Linked DNA regions of Mus musculus: all the other regions are linked to region 1. A link is a contact called in public HiChIP or PLAC-seq, Micro-C and promoter capture Hi-C data. All regions are on one chromosome and are shown on one strand. The core of a region is the stretch at or near the end of the contact, and the rest is flanking DNA. Distances in the headings are between cores, read along the strand shown.

The links. Promoter capture Hi-C pulls out the DNA fragments that hold promoters and counts their contacts. Hi-C and Micro-C count contacts between places; a contact is called where the count stands out from the background. HiChIP or PLAC-seq counts read pairs in DNA pulled down with a chosen protein or histone mark.
Region 2: a contact with region 1 is called in a Micro-C map of embryonic stem cells, with 4 times the contacts expected there. The contact joins the promoter of Map3k9 here to the promoter of Smoc1 in region 1. A contact is called at or near these places in 14 of 39 promoter capture datasets (the 3T3-L1 cell line, the C10 cell line, the HPC-7 cell line and 8 more), 1 of 15 datasets of contacts at CTCF or cohesin (embryonic stem cells), 1 of 484 Hi-C or Micro-C datasets (embryonic stem cells) and 6 of 115 datasets of contacts at active chromatin or transcription factors (embryonic forebrain, embryonic stem cells and stem cell-derived neural progenitor cells).
Region 3: a contact with region 1 is called in an H3K27ac HiChIP or PLAC-seq map of embryonic stem cells, with 2.4 times the contacts expected there. The contact joins the enhancer-like site here to the promoter of Smoc1 in region 1. A contact is called at or near these places in 3 of 39 promoter capture datasets (the 3T3-L1 cell line, the C10 cell line and hippocampal neurons), 4 of 115 datasets of contacts at active chromatin or transcription factors (all in embryonic stem cells) and 1 of 9 other capture datasets (embryonic stem cells).
Region 4: a promoter capture Hi-C map of liver shows a contact between it and region 1, with 3 times the contacts expected there. The contact joins the promoter of Ttc9 here to the promoter of Smoc1 in region 1. A contact is called at or near these places in 9 of 39 promoter capture datasets (the 3T3-L1 cell line, the C10 cell line, HPC-7-derived erythroid cells and 4 more), 1 of 484 Hi-C or Micro-C datasets (embryonic stem cells), 4 of 115 datasets of contacts at active chromatin or transcription factors (embryonic stem cells, forebrain and stem cell-derived neural progenitor cells) and 1 of 9 other capture datasets (embryonic stem cells).
Region 5: a promoter capture Hi-C map of hippocampal neurons shows a contact between it and region 1, with 4 times the contacts expected there. The contact joins the promoter of Med6 here to the promoter of Smoc1 in region 1. A contact is called at or near these places in 5 of 39 promoter capture datasets (cranial neural crest, embryonic stem cells, frontonasal cranial neural crest and 2 more) and 3 of 115 datasets of contacts at active chromatin or transcription factors (embryonic stem cells and stem cell-derived neural progenitor cells).

The regions. Positions count from the first base shown.
Region 1 is chr12:81,025,330-81,028,223 of GRCm38.p6, reverse strand. It overlaps Smoc1 (SPARC related modular calcium binding 1), which reads right to left and starts at 1,416. Exons shown (of 13, transcript NM_022316.2): 1 at 1,066-1,416. The coding sequence starts at 1,161.
Region 2 is chr12:81,779,706-81,782,599 of GRCm38.p6, reverse strand. It overlaps Map3k9 (mitogen-activated protein kinase kinase kinase 9), which reads left to right and starts at 1,430. Exons shown (of 11, transcript NM_001174107.1): 1 at 1,430-2,110. The coding sequence starts at 1,726. Gm46366 (a long non-coding RNA gene) reads left to right here. Exons shown (of 3, transcript XR_001780649.2): 3 at 51-580.
Region 3 is chr12:81,668,349-81,671,242 of GRCm38.p6, reverse strand. No RefSeq gene overlaps it. Among named protein-coding and RNA genes, the nearest start is that of Ttc9, 39 kb to the right of the region's middle. Within about 2 kb of position 1,477, at least 34 of the 459 cell types and tissues checked have an H3K27ac peak or open chromatin away from gene starts, as enhancers often do.
Region 4 is chr12:81,629,882-81,632,775 of GRCm38.p6, reverse strand. Ttc9 (tetratricopeptide repeat domain 9) reads right to left here and starts at 1,527. Exons shown (of 3, transcript NM_001033149.3): 1 at 975-1,527. The coding sequence starts at 1,371.
Region 5 is chr12:81,593,552-81,596,445 of GRCm38.p6, reverse strand. It overlaps Med6 (mediator complex subunit 6), which reads left to right and starts at 1,438. Exons shown (of 8, transcript NM_001347384.1): 1 at 1,438-1,506. The coding sequence starts at 1,485.

The sequences.
Region 1 (2,894 bases), core at 167-2,666:
GGCCAGGAATAAAGAAGCTGCTATGGGAACAGGTGGTAATGGGGCTAGCCATCCAGGAAATGGGGCCAGAGGATATCCAGGGAAGAAAGCACAATTTGGTGGAGAAGCCAACTTCATTTGCTCAGAAGTCAAATCCTTGCTATTTTCCCAGAGAGATTCTCGCAGAATGGGAGCGGGCAAGCTGCTACCCAGAGGTCCGGCTTCTGATCTTACTGACCCTGATCCTTGCCCAGAGACTGCCTCCCTTACGTGTTGCCAAAGGAACCTCTAGGTGGTTTAACAAATACATTTTTAAGGCAGTGAAATTCTTTATTAGACCATTAGGAGGGAGCAGGGAGAACAATAATCTAGACCAGAAATGAGCACGGTGCTGCTGGTTCCCGTTTTTTTTACAATGCCCTGGACAACCCGTCCTGTGCACAGAATTGGCACATTTCGTGTGGTTCAGAAACTCCAATCAGATCAAGGTTCAACCGATCCAACCCAGGGGAGAAGTTCTTCCGAACTTCTCCACGGCTCCCTACCCCTGCCACTCCTCCAGGGCCAGGCCAGCAGGAGGGGGGCATTAAAATTATCTGCTGTGGGTTTTACGAGCAGCGATTGCTTTTTAAAACAACAACAACACAAGGTCCTTGTGTGGCTCGCGGGTAACCTAAAACTCTCTAGGCAGAGTGCCCCCCCCCGCCCCTTCTACACACACACACACACACACACACACACCCTCTGCCTGCCAAGAAAGCCAGCTCGAGGGACTGGTGCAGCGACAACATAGGGAAACTCTGCTCCAGCCAAGGCCGAGATCCCACCGACCTAGGAGGCCCAGGAGAAAAACCTCAGGAGAAGTTCGAGAAAGAAAACCCACCGGTGACAGGTCGTGGGGAGTCAGTGCTACAAGAAAAGGCGGGGAAGGAGGGGGGCAATGAAATTTTATTTCAGCAACTTCTCCAAGAGGCCTGCAAGGGACTAGACGGTAAAGTCGAGGACAAGGTCTGACACCTCCCTTCCCCCTCCTGTAGATGAGCGGCCAAGCGCAGGTGGGCGCGCGCAGCTGGGAGACGCACTTACCCTGGGGCCGGTGGTGCGGTGGCCGCCGGCCGGGGACAGCTGCACCAACACGAGCAGCAAGTGGGGCGTGAGCAGACGGACGCGCGCGGGCAGCATGGTGCCAGCGGAGCCGGGCAGCCACGAGCGGGCAGCGGGCAGGGGGGCTCAGGCTAGCTTCAAAGCACTTGGGGAGGTGGGGACCCTTGCAGCAGCTGGGAGTGGCCGAAGAGCCAGCGGCAGGGGCTGGAGGAGCCTGCGCCCGGGGTCACGGTCATGAACGGCGGAGGCCCGGAGCTGGAGTGCGAGCGTGTGCTCTGCGCGTGGCGCCTGCTGCGCTCGGCGTGGCCGCGGCGACAGCAGGTTGGATGCGGGAGCTCGGGCCATGGGAATTCCCGTTATAAACCCCGGGAGGGGAGGGGCGGGGCCCGGAGAGGCTGACTGACGGGTCGAGAGGCCTGTAGCAGCCGACCCTCCGGCAGGTGGAAGCCAATGGGAGAGAGATGAGAGGGGCGGTTCGTGGTCAGTACCCCACCCCACCCCCACCCCCACCCCCACCCCCACCCCCACCCCCCACCCCCCCAGGAGCTACACTGGCTTCCCGGCCACAGTGGGCTCCAGCAGAGGCTGGGATAAAGAGTAACTTTTTCTCAGCAAGTCCTCGCTGGGAACCTCCGCGCGCTCCAGCAGCCTCAGTCCCTCCTGAATGGTCACCTGGATAGTAAAGAAGCCTTACACACTTATCGTGTGTTAGTTCTTAGGCTTGAGTTGTCGCAACAGCTCCATGAAGCAGGCAGGGAAAATAGCTCCAAATGACCCAAAGTCCTTGAGAAATGTTTCCCGGAGGCCGCAAAATCAAGGGCAACCTGGGGAACCACCAGGTGCGGCCCACAGAGTGAGCTGCGACCTACGGGAAGAGGTATTCATTTATTTCAAAAAGAAAAAAAAAATCTCCTTACGGGTGACACCCAAGTTCCACAGCGGCTGCCTGAGATAATTCTGACGGAGGCGAACCGAAGCAGCCTAAGGTGGGTCCCCCGAGGGTCCAGTAAACTACCCCTATGGCCCTATGGTCCATGTGACCTGCGGTCAGAACCCGGGCATCTTGGCTAATCAGTCTGAACTTAAAGAACACAGGAGCAGCTTCTCTGTGGCCTAACAACGCTGGGGCGGAGGCCGGGGAGGAGAGGGCAGTCCCAGGAATCCTGGTCCCATATTGGGAGGAGGAAAGTTATGAATGGAGGAGATGGAGGAGTGTTCTGTGAGCACAGATATCCTAGAGACCTCCAAGGAGCAATTTCCTGGGAGCCCAAGCCTGGATTGTATAGGTCAGCTCTAAGCAGGCCTATCAGGTGCTAGAGCTCTTTCCATAGTGGTCCAAGAGGCCACCCTGAAAATGGTAACAGCTACATCGCATCACACACACTCACTTCAACCCAACAAAGTGTCTGCTGCCTTCCCCGCAAGAGACCCGTGATTATCTCCAAAAGTGGAACACAACTCTTCGTGCTTGATTTCCACCGGTCCAGGCCCGTCCCTTCGTGAAGAAAGATCCATTTCTCTAACCAGATTGAAATAAAGCCCAGGTTTCACAGCTCCCTGACTGCCCTGAGAGGTCCTGACAAAGATTAGCTCTGCTCCCTTCCAGCTTCTCTTCTCGATTATAAGAGCAAGCTAACCCTAACCCCCATCTGGCTGCATACAGACAGCCTTCACCCTACAGCCAGCCAGTCTTCCTGAACAACAAACCAGAATGCACCACTCTCTGTTCAAGGGGCTTTGCACCTCCCCCATCAGCCTCAGACGGGAATGTCCAGGCAAGAATAAAGGGTTCTTCAAACTAAAATGAAGCA
Region 2 (2,894 bases), core at 181-2,680, 750 kb before region 1:
AAATAAAATATTTGTTTAAACACTATTTTCCCTTTCCCATCCTCTTGTAGGCAGAGTGGCTTCTATCAAGAGAATCTATCCAGACTCACGCATGTATTTCCCAGTTTACTGACCCTCCCAGGAATTGAACATGTTAGACCCTCCTATAAACTTGACTGCGTTAGGGGATTTACTTCCGGATCTCCGTCCCCAGGACTGTCTGGATGCTCCTTGAACAGTACCATCTCATCCCTTTCCCAAGACCTTAAATGTGCACAGTGTCTCCCTTTACAATGTAGTCACAGCCCCTTGCAAATCACTGGATGTCCAAAACTAAAACACAGGAGGCTTTTCCCTCCACGGTCTTCACTTCAAGGATAAACAGATGGCACCTGCCCAAGGTCATGTAGCTGCCTCGCTATTTTTTCAAATTGCTCCAGTTTGCCTAATATTAAACTTCAAATTAAAATGAAACAAAAATGGTCTGGTGGGGCACATTGGCACACGCCTGTAATCCCAAGACTTGGGCAGTTGAGGCAGCGAGATAATGAGAGGCCAGTATGGCCTACCCAGTAAGATCTTGCTTCAAAACCACAAATGAGCAAATAAACAATGAAGTACTGACTCTTGTTACACAAATCACATCAATGCCTGTCTTGGAAATACAGTTTGGTAGTTACCATGGCTGAAATATGGAAGCCATTGCTATGACAGGCTTAAAAACATGTAAAAGAGGTTAAGGTCCTTGGGGGTGGTGGCGGCAGGTAACAAAAAGACATAGCATAGGTCAGCCCTTGCCCAAGAATGGCAGGCAGCACCCGCCTTTACTCCTTTAGTCTTTGGAAACTGGGTATCCAGTCACCAGGGTCCTAGATATAGCCAGTTTCACAAGGCAAGCGCAAACTAGCTGGTTCCGCATGACTTCCCGAGCCTGCGGAAGCCCCACTAGGAGACCTCCCCTTTCGGAATTCTAATAACAATGGCCAGGAACTTCTTCTTACAAAGATGAACACAGTCTTCATTAAGGCCAGCAGAGCAATCGAAAGAGTTCTTCCATCGCTAGCCATAAGGTTCCGGGGTGTGAGTGTGTGCGTAGCGGCGACAGTGGACGTAAGCTGGTCCCCGTGGCCAAATAGGGGAACAGCAGATCCATCTGAACCGGGAATTGGCGCAGCCCGTAGGACCAAACGGCGCGGACAAAAGACAGAGGGCTCCGCAGCCCGCTCGGACTGTCCGAACGCACGCTGGGTCTCACCTTCGGGAGCCACCCAATGAGGTCTCAGCCACCCTCAGGAGACGGACAGCCGCGGCGGGCCAATGGGAGGATGGGTTGGCTGTGGAGGCGGGCCCATCCTGGAGGCCCCGCCCCCGGGTCCGCAGGGCTGGGGCGGAGCCAGGCTCGCGTCAGGTGGTCCCGGGCGTGCGGGAGGCGGGGCGCACGGGGCGGGGAGGGGAGGGAGCGGCCAGCGGGCGGCGGGCACGGGCGGCACGAGCAGGTGGGAGCCGCCGAGGGGCGAGGCCGCCCGCGGGGGCGCCAGGCGGCCGGGACTGCGCCGCGCCCCTGTCCGCGGTGCGCGCTCGCGGTGCGCACCGGGCGTCCTCGACTCTCGCGCGCCCAGCCTGCTCGGGCCCTACCTGCGGCGGCCGTCGGGGGCGCGGAGCCCCCAGCGCTGCCGAGCCGCATGAACAATAGGCGGCGGCGGCTCCCGCGGGCGGCCGCCCCGCACCCTATGGACCAGCCGCTCCATGGAGTCCTCCAGATCGCTTCTCGGCTGCCTGGCGAGTGCCACTGCCGCCCCGCCGGGGGACGATGCCACGGGCGCTGGGGCCGAAGAGGAGGAGGACGAGGAGGAGGCGGCGGCCGAGCTGGGATCTCACGCCGCGCTGCCCTACTGGACGGCTGTGTTCGAGTACGAGGCGGCGGGCGAGGACGAGCTGACCCTGCGGCTGGGCGATGTGGTAGAGGTGCTGTCCAAGGACTCGCAGGTGTCCGGCGATGAGGGCTGGTGGACCGGACAGCTGAACCAGCGGGTGGGCATCTTCCCCAGCAACTACGTGACCCCGCGTAGCGCCTTCTCCAGCCGCTGCCAGCCGGGCGCCGAGGACCCCAGCTGCTACCCGCCCATTCAGCGTAAGAAGGCGGGCACCGGTGCCCGGTGGGGACGGGGGGCTGAGGCCTAAGGATGGGCGAAGAGCAGTCCCGAGTGGGGAGCGACTGGCCCGGGCATGGGTGGGCACTTTGGCTGCAGGGGCTTTAGCTGGTGCTACCCAGAAGCTCCAGAGTCGCAGGCCCTGCCTGGAACACCGGGCTTCTTCACCGTCATCTGACTCGCTCAAGTAGCAACTCTTGAAACCCTAGCAGGAGTCTCCTTACGTCCCAACCCCTTACCCCCCCCCGCCCCCCCCGCCCCTTGTGCCCCTCCAGATCTGGAAGGGTTTTGGAGAGCAGGTGGTTACTGTCACCAGTAACCTTAGTTCCCTAATCAAGGACCCGGCGGACCTTTTCTGTTTCTTGTCTCCGCCTCTTAAAGGTATTTGTCTAGAGAGGAGTGGAGGTGCCTCCCGCCTGCCTGGGCAGGTTCACAAGTCCCGGAAGCGTGTGTGAACTCAGGAGTCAGGTGCCTTTGAAATCTCGTGTTGGTTTCTTGGGTTCTCGTACTGTATTTCAAAGTTGTACCCTGAGGAATCTTGCCGAATATTATGTTAGGAAAGGTGTGTACAAGGGGAGGGGGCAAAGTTATGAGTGGAGAAATAATTAGAGGGAGAAAGTATGTCTGTCCCTCGTGGGAGTTCAGGATCAGCAGGTACAGTGGCTAAGTCCTTGTCCCATACAGCCATACTGTTCACACAACACATTTTTTTTTTCCACCCTAGATCCTTGCCTATATTTGGCATTGGCCAAATCTCAGGGGCCA
Region 3 (2,894 bases), core at 228-2,727, 640 kb before region 1:
TACCTTGGCACAGGATATATTGTCAACCCAGCACCATTAATTGAAAAGACCCCCCCCCCATTGTCTTGGTACCCTTGTTGAAAATCAATTTACTGTAAATGTCAGAGCTTATTTTTGGACTCTCATTTCTGTTGTGTGGATCTATTGATCGATGATATCTCTTGAGGTTAGCTTCGCAAGATTTTCATTATTACAGCTTTATGGTAAGTTTTGAAAGCAGGAGATGTGGGCCCTTTATTTCTTTTAGTAATATTTACTTTATTTAAAAGAGGATCTCTCTGTCTCTGTCTCTCTGTGTGTATGTGTCTTCTGAGGCCAGAAGAGGGTATTGGAGCTCCTGGAAGTGAAGTCATAAGTGGTTGTGAGCCACACTTGGGTCCCCAAGAAGAGCACCGTAGTGGTGCTGAAGATCTGAACTCAGCAATTCTATTGGCTGAGCCACCTTCCTAGCTGTGGAAGTCTTAAGTCTCTCCTACGTTCAAAGACACACAAACAGCTACCTGAAATACTTGGTCAAACACAACTGGAGAGTCTTTCGTGATCTCTTGGCTCTTGGTCCTAGAAAGGCAACAAAGAGCCAGCATTGCTTGATTCCAGGCATGAGCAACCAGGAAAGAGGCAGGAAGACAGTGCAATACTTTCCGACATCTTTTTAGAGTCATAGCCAGGAAAGGAGACTGAGATTGTCATTGAGCAGGATCTGACTTTACACATCTCTCTTTTACTCCAGGGAAGAAGCCTTCCTGCTCCCTCAGGACTGGTATAGACGTTCCCTTTTATGTGTGCCCCAGAGTCTTTGGTGACACTCACTACATGGAACTGGTATTGCTTACTTTCCATTCTTGCTGGTATCCTCTTGCAGGCAGCGGACATGTCTTGCTAACCATGGTACACCCTTCTGCTGAGCACATTGGGGACAGTTACTGAGTGGATTGAATATGATGTCCCTACTTTCTTTAGAACAAAACGACTCATAACATTAAAATATGTGTTTCTTCATAAGTGGATGCTCACAGTCAGCTATAGGATGGATCACAGGGCCTCCAATGGAGGAACTAGAGAAAGTACCCAAGGAGCTAAAGGGAACTACAACCCTATAGGTGGAACAACAATATGAACTAACCAGTACCCCGGAGCTCTTGACTCTAGCTGCATATGTATCAAAAGATGGCCTAGTCGGCTATCACTGCAAAGAGAGGCCCATTGGACATGCAAACTTTATATGCCCCAGTACAGGGGAACGCCAGGGCCAAAAAGTGGGAGTGGGTGGGTAGGGGAGTGGGGGGGGAAGGGTATAGGGGACTTTTGGGATAGCATTGGAAATGTAAATGAGGAAAATACCTAATAAAAAAATATGTGTTTCTTAAGTTAAGGGTTTTGTGAGTCAGTTTTGGCTTAGGGGAAAGAGTATTGTTTGTCGTGAGCAAACTGGCCCCAGTTCCTGTTCTGGTTGAAGAACTTCCAAGCTGTGTGGCCTTCAGTAGGTCACCAGACTGGATTTGACCAGTCGTATATGAGAGGGTATGGTGATTTCACCTCAAGCTTCCTTCCACTCTTACCATTCTTAGAGACCTTTAAACCAGGGCAATGTAGGCCTCCTTCCACACAAGCTATTCCACAGCAGCTGAGTCCCAACCTTCTTCAGAGGCCAAACGCCTCCACTCTCTCTCCTATGTCTTAGCAAGTATTAATAGCCAAAGGCCTTGCTGCATGCGGTTTTTAATAGAATCCAATTTCAGTCCATTTAGAGTGGGACTTTTCATGCTGACTCGGTAATTTGAACTATACCATGCCTGATGGACAGAGAGCATCTTCTCCGCCTCCACCACCTGCCCTCTCCCTGCCCCCCAGGCTGCTGTGGCACTGGATACAGAGGGTGGAACATCTTCATCAAAACTGCAGCACCACGGTCACGTGATGGGAATACCAAGGTCACCAGAAGTCAAGTGGCTACTTTTCCTTCTATTTCCCAATACTTGCTTCCTCCTTGCATCATGGAGGCTGCCTGTCCTCTTGGGTGGATTGTCAGGAAGAAAACTGTGTTGCTCTTTGGATGTGACCAGAGGGCAGTGGGCCTTGAAAACCATCAGAATGTTTCCCGTTGATTGCTGAGGAGAGGGCAAGACAGTGCCACATAGGGCTCAGCCTGTTTCCTGCCACCCTTCCCAAAAGCTTGTACCACTGACCAGAGCTGCACAAGGGCTTTTAGAGAACCGAGTGTGAGAACAGGGAGGGCAGGCACAGAGGTGTCATCACACTGTAAGTGAGGGAAATTGAGGCTGAGGAGGGTGGGCGAGGAAATAGTAGTTTATTCTGTGCTTACTCTGTAGCAGACAGTAGCTGCGAGCCATTTATTCCTTTTCCTTTCGTTTCTTTTTTTTTTTTTTTTCTTTTTGGTTTTTCAAGACAGGGTTTCTCTGTGTAGCCCTGGCTGTGCTGGGACTCACTCTGTAGACCAGGCTGGAACTCAGAAATCCGCCTGCTTCTGCCTCCCAAATGGTGGGATTAAAGACGTGTGCCACCACTGCCCGGCACCAGTCGTTTCTTAATCCTCACGCCCTTCTACGTAAATTAGGAAAATGAGTCAGAAAGTAACTACCTCTGTGTCACACAACCACAAGTCTGTTCAGTGAGCACTCTGACAAAGCTTCACTTGTCCACTGTAAGAGGTCACGTGCTCTGAAGTGACTGGGCCGGGTGCCTGCAGGAGTGATGCTGGAGGGAGTCTGCCATTCTGTGAGAGCTGGTCCCTAGCTTACCCACTCACCATGCTGGGCATTATCCCTGGGTATCTGGTTCATTGGGTCCGAGGCTGAGCCTGAGAGCATGCACTTTTAAAAAGCTCAAGCGATTATAGTAGTTTGGAAAGCAAGAGCTGGGGCACACAGCTTCCC
Region 4 (2,894 bases), core at 278-2,777, 600 kb before region 1:
GTTAGAAATGAAGAAATGCCTTTTATTCTAACAGAGAGAGGCTTGACTGTGCCCCAAACCATACACACTAGGTGGGAAAAGTAGAGGGTGGTTGCGTCACTGTAAGGCAGTTGTTTATATCGCTGTTTGCCACATTTCGCAGGAAGTCCTTCGAAAGCCTCAGCGTTTTCCTTTTTTACAGACTTTACATTTTCTATAATGCACACACACACACACACACACACACACACACACACACACACACACACTTAGCCTCATCCCTAAAGCACACCATGGAAGTACACCTTCAGCCCAACAGAAGAGCCTTAGGCAGGAGACTAAGAATTCAGCAGGGCTAAGGACCAACCATGAACTCAGAGCCCTGAGACTGCTGGAGCAAGACCCGGAGAGAAGAAAGTAGCATTTTGGAATCCATTTTACTCAGGACATCCTGAAAAAAAAAAAAAATCCCCTTTGCTACTGGGGCAGGAGAACTTGAGGGAAGGCCTGTTTCCATCTGGTTACTTAAGGGAAGACATAGGTCAACTTTAAAGCCAGTGACACCCGAGTGAGACAGACAGGTGCATGAGCTAGCCTTAGAGCCCATGGCTTGTGCGGTATCTCTGGCTTCTTCTATCTCTTCAGTTTGAACCCAAGTGAGCAGTAGCAGTCGCTGACAGGCCCGCTGGGTCGCCCTCTGTCTGCCCGGTCATTTATAGGCAAGATTCACCATGTTTGCAAGGGAAGAGACTCAAGATGACTATGGCCTTTGGAAGACATCATCTTGAAAGTCACACTTTTTCTCAAGCGCCTCCCTCCCAGATCTCCCCAGAGCACCACTGTCACGGGAGGGAGTCTGCACCGCGGTGTGCCTCAGCGGCGCTCTGGGATCCAGAGAGACTAGGTTGGGAAAGCTGGGGACGGGACGCGTGGCCGGGCGGGGCCCCTGGAGGCCCGGGGAAGGAGAGGAGGGGGTGCGGCGGGGCGCGGCTTACCTGCCAGGCTGTTGTAACAGTCGATCTCAATGGCTTCAACCGTCTTGCTCTGCTCCTCTGAGAGGCGGCTGGATTTGGGAACCCCTGCCGAGGAGGCTGGCCGTGCGTCCCGCTCCTCTTGTGACGGCAGCAATCCCTTCAGCTCCAGCAACGCCCGGTGGTATTTGCCGATGGCTTCGCGGAATTTCTTGTCCTTGTAGCACTGCGCCCCTTGGCTCTTGAACTCGTGTGCGCGCCGGATAAGCTCCGCGGGCTCGGCCGCCGTTCCAGCCTGGCCCCGCTCCGGGGCTCCTCCGCCGCTCGGGACGCACGGCGGCGGCACGGGCCGCGGTCCCTCACCCAGCGCAGGCGGGCTAGGGTTCCCCGAGGATCGGGCCGCCAAGCCCTTCCTCTCCATCCGGCCGCCGCCCGCGCCTAGAGCGCGTCGCGATCCGGGCTTTAAAAGCGCGGAGCGCTGGCTTCGCGCCCCGCAGACTCTGCCGCGGCCGTTACCCTGGGCGCCGCGCGCTTGCCCCGCACTCCCATCCTTTTCGCCAGCCGCCCGAGGCAGCTCCCTCCTCCTGCGATCGCTCCCCTCCCAGCTCCCTCCCCCGTTCCCTCGGCGCCCGCCCTCGTCCCCGCCCTTTTCTGCTCCCGCAACCTGTCCCCGCGGGCTACCGGACCCTGTGCGAGCCTGGCCGTGGTGCAGGGGACAACGGGCCCGACTGGGGTGGTGGTGATTGTCGCTGACCCGGAAGAAGCTGGGCTTGCTCAAAGGAGGGGAAGATTAGCGACAAAGAGGGCCCCCTGGTTCCCATTCATCCAGCCTTCCGAGGCGCGCCGTGGCCAAAAGAAGCTATGGGGGAGGGGTGTGTGTGTATGGGAAGGACTGGGAGGGGGGGGGGTCACCTCAATAGCTTTCTTTAGGACTAAAGAGAAAGGTGCGCCAGGGAGCAAGGAAAATAAGCAGGTGCCACTGCTTGTTTTGTTTGCAGTAAGACATTACTATTTTAGGTGGCAGAGCCTCGCTTTTGTGGATCCAGGTTGTCGCTGAGGTGTGTCTCCCGGGCGCCCAGGACACCGGGTGCACGTCTGCGTGCCTGGCGTTGTATTCCGGGAGACTGTGTGTGCTTACGCTATGTGCGTGCGCAGCTATGCAGAATGAATCACAGAAGCGGAGATGGAAACACCTGTTACTGTTGGTCATCAGGCTTGGCGGGCACAGGGTTCCAGTTTCCATTACTGGACAGTTACGCACCCTTCCTGGGGAGGCTCCTTCTTTCTTTCCCTCTGTCAGTGAGAGTGTCAGCTGTATGCAGGAGATTGGCTGAGCCACACACAGGCAGATGAAAATAGGCAAGTTACAGCCCCCCCCCCCCCACCACACACACACCAAAAGAACCCAGTTTACTGCTGGAAGATACAATTCCCACTAGCAATCACAGAAAGCGCTGTGGAGCCCTGGGAATTCCTTACAGGGTAATAACATTTGAAGACCCCCCAAAGGATGGGCACAGGGAAGGAGTAAAATACCAGACAAAGCAAGAAAGCTCTCAGAGCTGTAATGTTGGACACCTCAGACATATTTAAGGCCTAAAGGTTTGACTTTATGGCTTTCCAAGTGAGAGGGATGCCAGGGGTTTCTGAATAAAGCATTTGGATTTGGGTTTATAGGCAATGAAGAGGATAGATACATTTTTAGTGATATTAAGGGAACGAAAAGATGCTCTTAATGTGATTTTCAAAGGGTGTTTCCCAGATCCGCAGCATCAACATCTTCTGGAAATTATTATATGCAAGCTCTAAGGACATAGTCCAGATTGTCTAAAACAGGACCCTAGCCTTGGATCCAGCAATCGGTGCTTCTGTAGCTCCAAGAGGAGCTCAGAGACAGTGCTGTGAAAACTTCCTACTCAGGTTTTGGACCAGCAGAATGAGCAT
Region 5 (2,894 bases), core at 189-2,688, 570 kb before region 1:
GACAGCTAAAAAATCTTGTCTTGAAAACCAACGTGTGTGTGTGTGTGTGTGTGTGTGTGTGTGTGTGTGTGTGTGTGATGTATTTATTATGCTGAGAATTTAAAATGTGGAATTCTTTGATCTGTGAGTCGAAAAGTCCCAGTTAAATTAATGGTTCTCCTGCCTTGTTTGTGGATTCTGGTTACATGCTGGGGGAGCCTAGGTAGTCCTTAGTTTTGTGAATTTAGGTTCCTTCCTTCAGGTTTTGGGGTTCTCCTCTCAGTTTCTGTATCTTGTTTGTAAGCATCTCCATCATTTTGCTTTTAGAAAACCACACTAGAGACAGAACGTTCTGTTGTGGGTTTCTATGGCTTCCTCACATCACAGAATTGTTCCCTGCCTTCAAGTGTTTAGACACTACTCAAGGAATTCCTCTTCTCTCTCTCTCTCTCTCTTTTTTGTTGTTGTTTTTTCGTTCCTTTTCTCTCATTTAAAAATTTTATTTATTGATTTATTTATTTATTGATTTATTTATTTATTTATTTATTTATTTATTTATTTATTTATTTATTTATTTATTTTGAGACAGGGTTTCTCTGTATAGCCCTGGCTGTCCTGGAACTCACTTTGTAGACCAGGCTGGGATTAAAGGCATGCGCCACCACGCCCAGTTCCTTTTCTCTTTTTAATCTTGTTAATAATTCACCCCTGAATTCCCTTCCTATCTCTTGAAATTTAGTCATAAAATGCTACAGGTTTTTAACTGGTTTAGGTTTTTAGTTGGTTCAATAACAGGAATAACAAAGTCTCTTGATTTTCTCTGCTTGAGATAAGGTGAAAAACGGAGCTCCTAAGTCTAACAGTTTGTTTTTATACTCATGAGGTTTTTAAAAATACTGTCTCTGTGTGTAGTCCAGGCTGGCCCCAAATTTGTTATGCACTTGGCTCTGCCTCCTGAGAGATGGGATTACAAGTGAAAGCCTTGGTTTAGAGAATTTTAGAATGTTAGTAGTGAGCACGAGGCAGCGCTCTGTTTAACCTCTTTACTTGTAAATGAAATTACTTTCCCCACTGTTTGGGCCTAACGCTTTGCTTATTTTTTGTTTGTTTGTTTTGTTCTGGCTCTGTTACTACAACCTCTGCCAGCTGCAGTTTGGCATCTAAGCGAGGGGGTCATTCTTTATCTTCTTACTCCACAGGTCTACAGGCCCCGCCTTCCCTGCGCCATCCTTCTGCGTGTCCCAATCCCCTCCCCTCCCCGCCGCCACCCTGTGACACGCCTTCTTCTTTCCCGCCCGTGTCCAACGACCAAAGCTCAACCCGGCTCCACCCACTTTAGGTCTCATCCCCGCCCCCAAACACTTTTTTTTTTTCCTGCCGCCGCGCTCCGCGTGAATACTTTTGACCTCCCCGCTAACCGTACGGCCGGCAGCCTCCGCTTCCGTCGCGGTAGTCATCGCCTTTACTGTGCGCCGGAAGGAGGCTCTTATAGCGCTTTTGGAATTATGGCGGCGGTGGATATCCGAGGTAATTAATTTTATGCTCCCCTTACCAGATTGTGGTTTACTGGGGTTTCATAGCTTGCGGAAGTCAGCGTTACCCTCTTTTGTGAGGTCTCTCAAGTTCTTCTGAGTGGCTCCTGGATACCCTAAGGCTCTAATCTAACGAAAAGGGGTCGCGCTTTCCCGTTTTCTGACGAGTCTCTTTAAAAGGGTAGATGCGGAAAAACTAGAAACAATTTAGGGGTTTCTCTCACAATGCTGGGCGTTATGTCGGGGCGAAGGGATAGCTTTTCGGAAGAGAGAAGTGGAATAAGATAAGGGCTGATCCCACCTTATGGGTCCCCGGACAGAAATCCCCGTCTTCTTATTAATAATTTTAAATTTTAGCCTATAATACCTTTCACTTATCATTCATTCAGTGGTTGCCTTCGGCAAGCTGAGCAGTAGAGGTATATTTTCATTGAGTAAGAATAAATAAATGAATGGAGACTCAACCTCTTACTAGCTTCTTGGTCGGGTAGCATTTTGTTTAGCAGTTTGTTTTTGCTTGTGTATATTTCATTCTTCCTCTTGGCAATTTCATACATGTACATAGTGGATTGCTTATTACTTAGATTTGTTAGCGTAATTGTAATGTGTCTGGTGTTTAGAGGAATGGCAGAGAAGCTGGCATAGGGAGGAGATGTAGAAGAGAAGATCTGGAAAGATAAATGTGAGAGAACAGTCAACAGGGACGGCATATTCTGACTTTGTCTTTTTTTTTTTTCATTTACGCATTTCTTTACTAGATCATTTTAGCTGCTGACAGTAGTGTAAAAGTCAGGGATAGAATTAGAAACAAAAAAAGGAAAACAAAACGAAACCAGGGCTTTTCTGGGATGGACAGAAATTAGAGGTAGCTTGGAAGAGTGATGACTGCATTAGTGAGAAGGTTAAATCTGCTTGGTTTTTGGTATATTCTGTTTATGAAGTGATCACAACTTACCTTTTATTTTCAGACTTGACTTTTCATTTCAGTTTTTGTAGATGAATGTCCATGGATACATGAGGCTGTTTAAATTGATTGAGATCTGTGAATAATAAAGTAAGTCATACTTGCCTTGACCTTCAGGCATGGATTGGAAGCATTTAGTGATTATTATGCTCATTCCTGATGAATAAAAACTCACAATTTAGTGGGAGCAGATTATCTGTGATTCTGGTTATGGAATAAGAATTAGTAATAAGGGGGCTAGAGAGATGGCTTAGCGGGTTAAGAGTACTGATTGCTCTTCAGAGATCCTGAGTTCAAATTCCACCAACCACATGGTGGCTCACAACCATCTGTAATGGGATCTGATGCCCTTTTCTGGTCTGTCTGAAGATAGCCACAGTGTACTTGCAATTATAAAATAAATTAATTTAAAAAAAGAA